Regions from separate parts of the Hordeum vulgare genome. Here region 2 is linked to region 1. Evidence: chromatin contacts called from public Hi-C data. All regions are on one chromosome and are shown on one strand. The core of a region is the stretch at or near the end of the contact, and the rest is flanking DNA. Distances in the headings are between cores, read along the strand shown. Region 1 holds the start of LOC123430203. Region 2 holds the start of LOC123426533.

The links. A called contact is a pair of places that touch in the nucleus more often than the background predicts.
Region 2: a Hi-C map of seedling shows a contact between it and region 1, with 3 times the contacts expected there. The contact joins the promoter of LOC123426533 here to the promoter of LOC123430203 in region 1. A contact is called at or near these places in 2 of 6 Hi-C or Micro-C datasets (leaf and seedling).

What each region holds. Positions count from the first base shown.
Region 1 is chr2H:431,124,648-431,129,466 of MorexV3_pseudomolecules_assembly, forward strand. It overlaps LOC123430203, which reads left to right and starts at 2,117. Exons shown (of 1, transcript XM_045114091.1): 1 at 2,117-2,824. The coding sequence starts at 2,222. The coding sequence ends at 2,554.
Region 2 is chr2H:432,020,550-432,025,080 of MorexV3_pseudomolecules_assembly, forward strand. LOC123426533 reads left to right here and starts at 1,526. Exons shown (of 6, transcript XR_006622261.1): 1 at 1,526-1,884; 2 at 3,906-4,009.

The sequences.
Region 1 (4,819 bases), core at 867-3,366:
TAATATAAACACGCATACGCAATAACTTAGAAAAAAACATTAAGCGTGCATGCAAATCACTCGTTCGGGTCTGTTGCTATAATGAAAACATTTGGCAGTTATTTAAGACCAATACAACTTTCCACATTCTACGTTTCTCATTAACTATGCTCAAGTCACAAAGTTGAAAATAGGGCTGTCACCTTTGTACAATTCACAACAAAGCATCCTAGAAGTTGTTTCGTACATGGAAAACTGTTTTTTAAGTACAATTAAAATCATTTACATAGACGAGCGTACACTCATTTTTATAAATGTAGACATGCATACCTTATCCCTATGAGACTTTCCAAAGACTAAGCCGACACATCATCTTGAAATTGACGAAGTCGTCACTGACACCTTCATTATCGACGGGAATGTCTCCTTTCACTAAAAGCACATCGCCGAAAGATCTGCAATAAATTCAGAAAACACAAACACCAACATTAAATTTAAAACTTAAATTTTGATGGACAGGAAATACCGCGGTCCTTTTAACCATCCAACAATGGATTGGGAAAACTGTTTTGCAACGTAGCCATCAGCTTTAAAAAGTGTTCCTCCACGACCGATCCAAGTTTATCTTGAGGAATAAATAACGCGGTTGCTGGGAAATTTCCGGGGCAAATTGCGAGCCACTGCAGTGCAGAGTGCAGACCAGCAGGGGCGGCCACAGGCAGTAATAAAGGATGGAAAGCGACGCTGCCGACTTTGCCTCCCCCACACCAATAATCGCTCTCTCAGTTCAAAAAAAAAATCGCTCTCTAATTAATCACTCTCCTCACTAATGCCCTGTTTGGTTTCAAATAAATCACCAACTTATAAGTTGAAAAATGCAAAAAGTGATTTATTTTGTCAAACAGACCCAAGTCACCCCAACTTATAAGTCATAAGTTGCTTCACCCCAACTTAAAACTTATAAGTCACCCACTTTTACATGAAAATGTGTGGTCAGGTGACTTATAAGTCAGATGACAACCAAACAGGCGTGACTTATAAGTCACTGGTTTTAAGTCACCTGACTTATAAGGCCCTGTTTGGTTCCAAATAAGTCACCAACTTATAAGTTAAAAAGTGCAAAAAGTGACTTATTTTACCAAACAGGTTCAACTTATAAGTCACCCCAACTTATAAGTCATAAGTTGCTCCACCCAACTTAAAATTTATAAGTCACTTGCTTTTGGGTGGGTCCCACTACTTTTTCAGCCAGCCCACCGTCCCGTCTGCCCCGTCCCAGCAGCGCCCCGCCGCGCCCCGCCAGCCGGCCGCCGCGCCCTGCCCCGCCCCAGCCGGCTGCAGCACCGCCCCGCCGGCCGTCGCGCCCCGCCCCGCCGGCTGCACCACCTCGCCCCGCCCGCCGGCTGCCGCGCCCCGCCGGCTGCAGCACCGCGCCCCGCCCCGCCGCCGCGCCCCGCCGGCTGCAGCACCCCGCCCCGCGGCTGCAGCGCCCCGCCGCGCCCGCCGGCCGCCGCGCCCCGCCGGTTGCAGCACCCCGCCCCGCCCCGCCCGCCGGCCGCCGCGCCCCGCCGGCTGCAGCACCCCGCCCGCCGGCCGCCGCGCCCCGCCGGCTGCAGCACCCCGCCCCGCCCGCCGGCTGCAGCACCCCGCCCCGCCCCGCGGCTGCAGCGCCCCGCCCCGCCCGCCGGCCGCCGCGCCGCGCCCCACCCCGTCCCGCCGGCTGCAGCACCGCCTCTGCTCGTCCAAGAAGGACGCCGTCGTCTGGCTCGACGCCTGCATGCTCCGCTACTCCGGCGAGCCGTTCTTCGGCGAGGTCGACGACGACCACAGCGCCGTCGTGCCGGACGGCGTCCAGAGCGCGACGAGGTCTGTCCAGTTCGACAATAAGGTCGTCGGTGTGGTCAGGTGACTTATAAGTCAGGTGACAACCAAACAAGGGTGACTTATAAGTCACTGGTTTTAAGTCACCTGACTTATAAGTCACGTGACTTATTGAAACCAAACAGGGTCTAAATCACTTGACTTATTGGAACCAAACACGGCCTAATTAATTTTGCTTACCCCACCCACCATGACCGCGCTGATTGACGAGGCGGCCTCTATAAATCCCGGTCTCCCTCTCGCTCGCTTACTGCCTTCCTTCCTAGCGTGCGTGTTCCGTTCACCAATCGCCTACCTCTCTTTCTCTCTCTCTCTCCGATCTATCGGGGGTTTCATCAGGAGGATCTAGCACGCGCCGGAGATGGTGGCGCCGATCGCGGTGGCGTCGGCGGGGCTGGGGATGCTGGCGGGCGTGGCCATGGCCAACAGGTCCATGCAGGAGGGGAGGCCCGCGGCGGCGGTGCGGTGGCCGCTGCTGCAGAAGCCGCGATGCGCCACATGCAGCGGGACGGGGAGGGTGGAGTGCCTGTGCTCCCGGTGGTCCGACGGGGACGGCTCAGGCTGCCGAACCTGCGCGGGCACCCGGAGGATGCCTTGCCGGAGCTGCGGCGGGTCCGGGACCGGACGCCGGGCGCCCGTGCGGATCGCCACCGCCTCCGCCACGCCACTCCGGCCACGGGCGAGCACGCGGTGATCGGCTCAGCTCGCGATCCGCGGCCGTGCGTGCGGCTCGATTTTGTTTTCTCGAGTTAGAAGTAGTATCTGTAACATGTTATAGAACAGATCAACAGAATAGGGGTTTGATAGAATATAGCAAGTGAATTATTAGTAATGATTCCTGCCGGCGTCTTGCTGTTGACTGAATCGAGCCTTGTCGGGATGAATATCTGCGCCTGAATATCTCGTGACTTCGGGTGGATGAGTTTCCAGGGAATTGCTGTGCTGAAATAATTTTTACGATCAAGGAATGTGTTCTAGCCAGTGTTGCAAGTTTTGCAGAGCGCTACCAGTCCTAAAACTTGCAGAGGATGAGCTTGACACACGCCAAACCAGTACTCTGACCGATCATCCCAAGCCAGTGGCGTCCGCTATACGTTCCCCCGGAGATCTTTTCCAATATGCCTGAGGTCCACAGTGCTATGTGTTGGCGCCTGGAGCCACAAGAATTCCCCCCTTTCACCGTTCAGAACGCTTGAATTTTCTCCTTTACTGCGTACAAGTAGTACTGACAACATCCCAGACATCGACATGTTTGAATTAGCCGGTGAATGGTGTGCAATCTTTAATAAGTAGGGTGGCACATCTTTGAGCTGTTGCACCACTGAAACCGACCAGCAACCGCATGCTCACCTGTCAATTGCGCCCACGGTTCCATAACACAATTGTCTGCCGCCAAATCAGACGGTTCTCTGCCTAGTCCTTCTCCATCCAAATTAATGGCAACACCCGCAATTTGTTTTGCCAACACATGTCACTTTAAGATTTCTATTTGAAATCTGTATATGTTCCCGACTGTTCAGTAGACTCTAGTGATCATTTTATAATACCCTCAAACGCAAAGATGGGAGCTGAGCTAGGTTATTAGGTGAAGACGTGAAGCGCAATATCGAATGGAATGGACCAAGTCATGCTGGAGCTCCTCTGAAATGGTCAATATATTATGCAGTTGCGATAAGCATGGGGGCAGTACGTTTTTCTTTTTTTTTCCTATCATTTTTTTGAGATACTATTAAGGAGGACCTGCTCAATCTCTTTTGGGATTTTGACAATGACCAATATAATACTATAAGCTGGGCGGACCAGTACGAAGGAAGCTCATTATTTTTGCACTTGCAACCCTGTTGATTCTCAAGACTCTCACTAGTTACTCCCCAAGGAAGGATGTATATTTGGGTATTGATTTTGTTGAGGTTTTTTGATTTCAGGAGCATGGAAATGTGAGAGATTTAGAGCCTCGCATCTCTGCCTCTGAGTAGGTGAATCTTTTTAAATGGGAGGATATTAAGGCGGCATGCCTCTCTCTTGATAGGAATAGGCGGCCTGCGGTGCTCGCGGCAACGGCTCCGGCAGCAAAGATGGCAGAGCGGATGGTTAGGGCATGTACAATGGTGACATATGTATATATATGCCTCATGATAAAAAGTAGATTGATGTATTTATATTAACCTTTTCTCTTCAGTGCAAGCTACATCAAGGTTTAGAGCATCTCCCGTCGTTCCGAGAACCACTTTTTAGGCGCCGACGACTATTTTTTTTTCCACTCGTCACCCCAAAGCCGACACTTCCAGGCCAATCCCAGCCCACCGAAGGGCACTTGGGGAGGAGAGAGAAGGTTTTGCATGTCCTTTAGCCCATAGTCAGCTTCCCTGACCGCTCCTCTCATCCTTGCCACACGCCTGCCTCCCCGCTCGCTACCTTGCTCGTTGCCTCCCCGCCAACTCGCCGCCATGCCGTCGTGCTCGCCGCATCCCCGCATGCTCGCCGCATCCACAACCCTCAACTTGGCCTCGGAGAAGCTCAACGTGGAGGTCATTAACTATGGCCATTATCTGGCCATTGTACCGGCTGGCTTCCGCGAGCGGCCACGACCTGCAGAGGACAGTGGCGGAGGTCGAGTTCGGCGTCCATGACGAGTCAGGAAGTCTGGGGTGGGAGGGGTGGCCTGGGGTCGTCGCCGGCGAGCTCGAGCTCACGTGACCGGCAGTGCCTACAATGTGTTTGTTGTAATGACATGCACAATAAAAGCGAAAAAAAGAAAAGAGACAACCTATTAGGGGGACGGCATGCCTCCTGGGGGCGCAACGGCTAGAGATGCGCTTAGGCTGCCCGTAATGATAGTAACGTAGGTAGTATCATGCATGCCAACTATGCAATTTCGATGAGGTGGCATGGAATTAAATGAAGAATTAAAGAGAGGGTTGAGTATCATATTATGATACCGTATCATATTAAATGATGT
Region 2 (4,531 bases), core at 276-2,775, 900 kb after region 1:
CGACCCGCCGGATCAAAACTTTTCCCATGAAAGAAAGACACAAAATGCCTTTTACTCCACAGTTGCTAAATGAGTATACCCCATTCGGCGCTTCACACATCTATTACTGTACATTTTGCAAACGGGCTCTCAAGCCCTTCAAATTGGGTCGGTCTGTTTAGCTATTGTTCCATTTATTTTTTTACCTTTTTTTCTTTTTTACTTCTATTTGATGAAGTTTTTTCAAAATTGGTGATGATTTTCGAAAACATGATTTTTTTTAAATTTATAACTTTTATAGAATTTTATGAACGTTTTAAAATCGATGAACATTTTTAAAATCAATAAATTTTACAAAAAGTTTTGCAAAATCATAGATTTTTATTCAAATTCCATGAATATTTTTCAAAATTGATTATTTTTGACAAATTACGATTCTTTTATTAATTATTTTTTCCAAAATTCAGGAACTTCTTTCAATTTACAATTTTTTGTTGCTTTTTGTCAATTTTTCCTGTTTTGTATCGTATTTTTTGCTCAAATCTGAACGTGTACATAGGCCGGACCACTAGCGCCGGCGCGTGAAGCGCCGAATAGGCAGGGCAACTCCATGTCTCGCCTTCAACGGGAGGGGTAGGAACAATCACTAAAACGTGAACGAGATCGGTCGGACCAAGAAGGCGAGAGGCCACGACCTTCTTTCTTTTATGGTTTCGTTTCATTTTTTATTAACTTTTTCATTTTTATCTAACATATTGTAAATATATGTATATATCAAAAAACAATCGATAAAATGCATTTGAAAAATGTTGATCAATCATTTTTAAAATGTTAATTGTGTATAGGAAAATGTTTATCACGTATACAAAAATATGTTAAAAATGCATATGAAAATTTGGTCATGTATTAAAAAATGTTAATCAAACATTTGAAATTTTTGAAAAACTATTTGAAATTTGTTGGTAAAACGTTTGTAAATTATTATATGTGTGTAGAAAAAAATGTTGATCATATATTCGGAAAATGATTTATTTCCTATATGATGTAAATAAAATTGTTAATTGAGCATTTGAAAAAACGTTGAATAAGTATTTGAAAATATTAAATCTGTTTAGAAAAAATGTAGACCTTGTTTTATATAAATTATGGCATTTTTATCATGTATTTAAAAATGATAGTCAAACATTTGAATAAAATGTTGAACAAGTATTTTTAAAATGATGATCAGGCATTTGATAAATGTTATATGTGTATAGATGTTTTTTACTATTTTTTATTTTCAAACTGTTAATCAAGCGTTTTTTTAAAATAGAAAAAAGTGTTGACCATGTATTCAAAAAAAATATTAATCTTGTATTTAAAAACAGTTAAAGCTCTCCTCTTTCTTCTATTTTTCGGCTATTGTACATGAAATGGGCCGGTCCGACAACTGTAGCTGATTCAGCGAGACATCCTATTGTCTCGCTCAAGGCGAGATATAGTCGCCGGGGAATAGGAGATCCTGACACGGAACGAAAAGCCGCAGAGAAAAATAAATGAAAGATTTAACGGCTCATCGGCCTTCCACGAAAAAAGGAGTACTCCGGCTGCAGACGCAAACCCAAACCAAGCGAAAAATATCCACTGAATCTCTCTCGCTGCTCGCGGCCGCGGCGACCGGAGTAAAGAAGGAATCGAAGGCGACGATGGCGTGCCGAGCCCTCGCGCTCCGCTCCTTGCTGCTCCCCGAACCCCTCCACCACCTGAGCCTCCGCGCCGCCGCGTCGGCCCCGGCGGCGCAGTTTCCTTGTTGCGGCCGCCGCCGTCGCCGCAACCTTCGCTGCTGCTCCAGCTCCAGCTCTAGTGGGAGCGGGTCCGGGGAGCAGGGACAGCCACCGCAGGAGGCCGTGCTCGAGGCCATCTCAAGTGAGAGCTGCCCCATGCCTACCTTCTCATCTCGTTCCTCTACCTTTTGCTTAGTTAATGGCTTGCTGGCTCGTGGCTGTCGTCGTTTCCGTGTTCACGGGCCAAGATCGGAGTTGGATGCCGGGGATTGTTTGTGTGATTGTTATATTCCCGGGGCTGATGGAAGTAGACGACGACTGGGGGTTGTTCTTTGGAATTGGATGGATTCATGTCAGTGACTTGGTTTGATATGCTAACAATTATCTGCCCTAGTTTTTCCAGTGGTTTACTTAATACTGTATTTGCTTGGGACGAGAGAATACGGGCATGCCTTCTAGAGCATCTCTTTATTTATTAAATTAATTATTGTCTTTTGATGTGATAATTTCGGATGCATTATTGATACATTGGATAGTCGTTACCCCACCATGCATGATGCGATGCAGATAGAGTGATAACGTTTACGTTGTATGCTATTTTCCACAAACAAGGATGTGTCAATACCATAAGTATATAGGCATTTCAGTTGATAAAATAGATATAATGTATGACCAAACGAGACATATGCCTGGACAGTGGACAAAAAAATCAGAGATCAACTTCACACTCAGTACAGAACAGATCAGCAAGAGGCACCAGTGTTGGTGTACCCTTGATTCCACGAGAGGCGGCAGTGGCATGACACCATCATATTCATCGCCATCCTGGTTGAAAGAGAGGGGGGGGGGGGGAGGGGGTACGAGGGAGAGCGCTGCCATCGGTTTGGCTTGAGTACGGAGGTGGCGTCAGTAGCAGGTGGAACAATCGCGTACTGTTGGGAGGGACGGAGGGATGAGTCGGTGGCAGGAGGAGGGAGAAGGAGGCTGCATGGCACGCTTGAGTGTGGAGGAGAAGACATCTGGTGGAGTCAACCAAAGAGAAGAGCAGGACATATTATGTCTTGTATGGGATTGGGTTGTTTGTGTGTTCCGATTTGAGTGATTTTAGGTCTGGAAGTTTCAAGGAAATTCGTACTTAGTTTGGAAATTTCAATTCACTGATATAGTACTGTGCCCGTATCAGACTATCAGGCACATATTACAATTCAGTGCAATGGTTTGTTATTTGTCATCCATGTGGTACCTCATGATTGTTACGAAGTGTTTACATTGAACCCAAAAAGGAGGATAACTTCATTAGTGGAATAGTGGCACCAAGTAAACTTTGACAGTCTACAGAATAATAAGATATAGAGGTTTACTGTTTTTCCCAGATTATACAAGGGCATGGCTGGCACCAGAATCAAATTGATAAGTTCAAATGGCACTGTCTTCTATTCATTAAGTCTATGAATGGTCACATTTTCAGTTTACACAATAGGCCACTGTATGCAGTGGCGGAGCGTGGTCGAAGTACAAGAGGGGGTCAACTCCATATAAAAACACATAACAATATGCATGAAAAAGTACAGGACAGCTTGCCGGAGTTGCGGAGTACTACTCCAAACCTTCAACCAAGACGAAGGGGATTGACTGATTGAGGACCAGAGGAGGTTAGACGGACGGAGGAGTTCGTGGTTGTAGATCGTAGACGGCTGGTCGGGGACGGCAGGTCGCATGCCTGGAGCCTGGTCGTGGTCGAGTCCTGGAGTAGCAGAGGATTGGGGGATGCTGGCTGGAGGCGGATGATTCACGTCTCACGTGCGTGACCACGTGAGAACATTGCTCGATTCCATTTCAAGCCTGCTGCTGGGCTTTACCTCTGAATGGCTGGGCTAAACCACTGAACATACCTAGTATTTTTTTTTTGCAATTTCGGAAGGGGGGGCCATGACCCAGTTTCGCCTCCACTACGCTCCGCCGGTGACTGTATGTGGCTACATTGCATACTAGGATCACTGAGATAAATCTTTTCCCTTGCTGTTTGCTTCTCAAGGGTAGTTTTCAGTGATCCCACAGTTGTGTCTTGATTATGAGTTACTAATGTTGTACCTTGTTTTAGTTCATACAAAACTTAATGTTGTACCTTGTTTTAATTCATACAAAACTTTCCCTTTTAAGCAGAGGTGGCAAAGTCTAAAGGAAGGGTTGCACTCACAACAAATATGGTCATAGGTGGTACTGTCACAGATGATTCAAGTGATGAATGGCTTGTTTTGGATCAGAAGGTATTCTCTTAATATCCAACAACTCCTATTTGTCACGGTTCGGTGGAGGATGACTTAAAATAGCTTGACATGGGACAACTGGCCCCTGTATCTTTGTTTCTGAAAATTTCTGTGCAATTCTTTTCTACCGATATTTTGTCCGGACAATGTACCATAAATCCAAATTGTGTTTTAGTTTGATGCCAATGTTGAATTTCTAGGTTTTGCTCTTGGTCTAACTCATGAAATTGTATATTTGGGGAAGCCAGATTGACTTGTTACCATATTACACAGTCAACATAGCCATGCTAGTCGTGCATATTCTACATGAGCAGCTCATAATAATGAGTGCTCCATCACAAGACAGGAAAAGTTCCTTCGCTGACCTGTTGGAGGAAGAAAGAAAGTCGAAGAGCATCTTCCTTTGTCCCTTTTCAGTGTTTTTTTATGTGAGTTTCTTTGAATGTAAGAAAAGTGAAAACATGGGTCCTTCTCGTCTGGACAAAGAAGGAATCATCTTGTCAGCTTGTGTCGTAAGGTGTT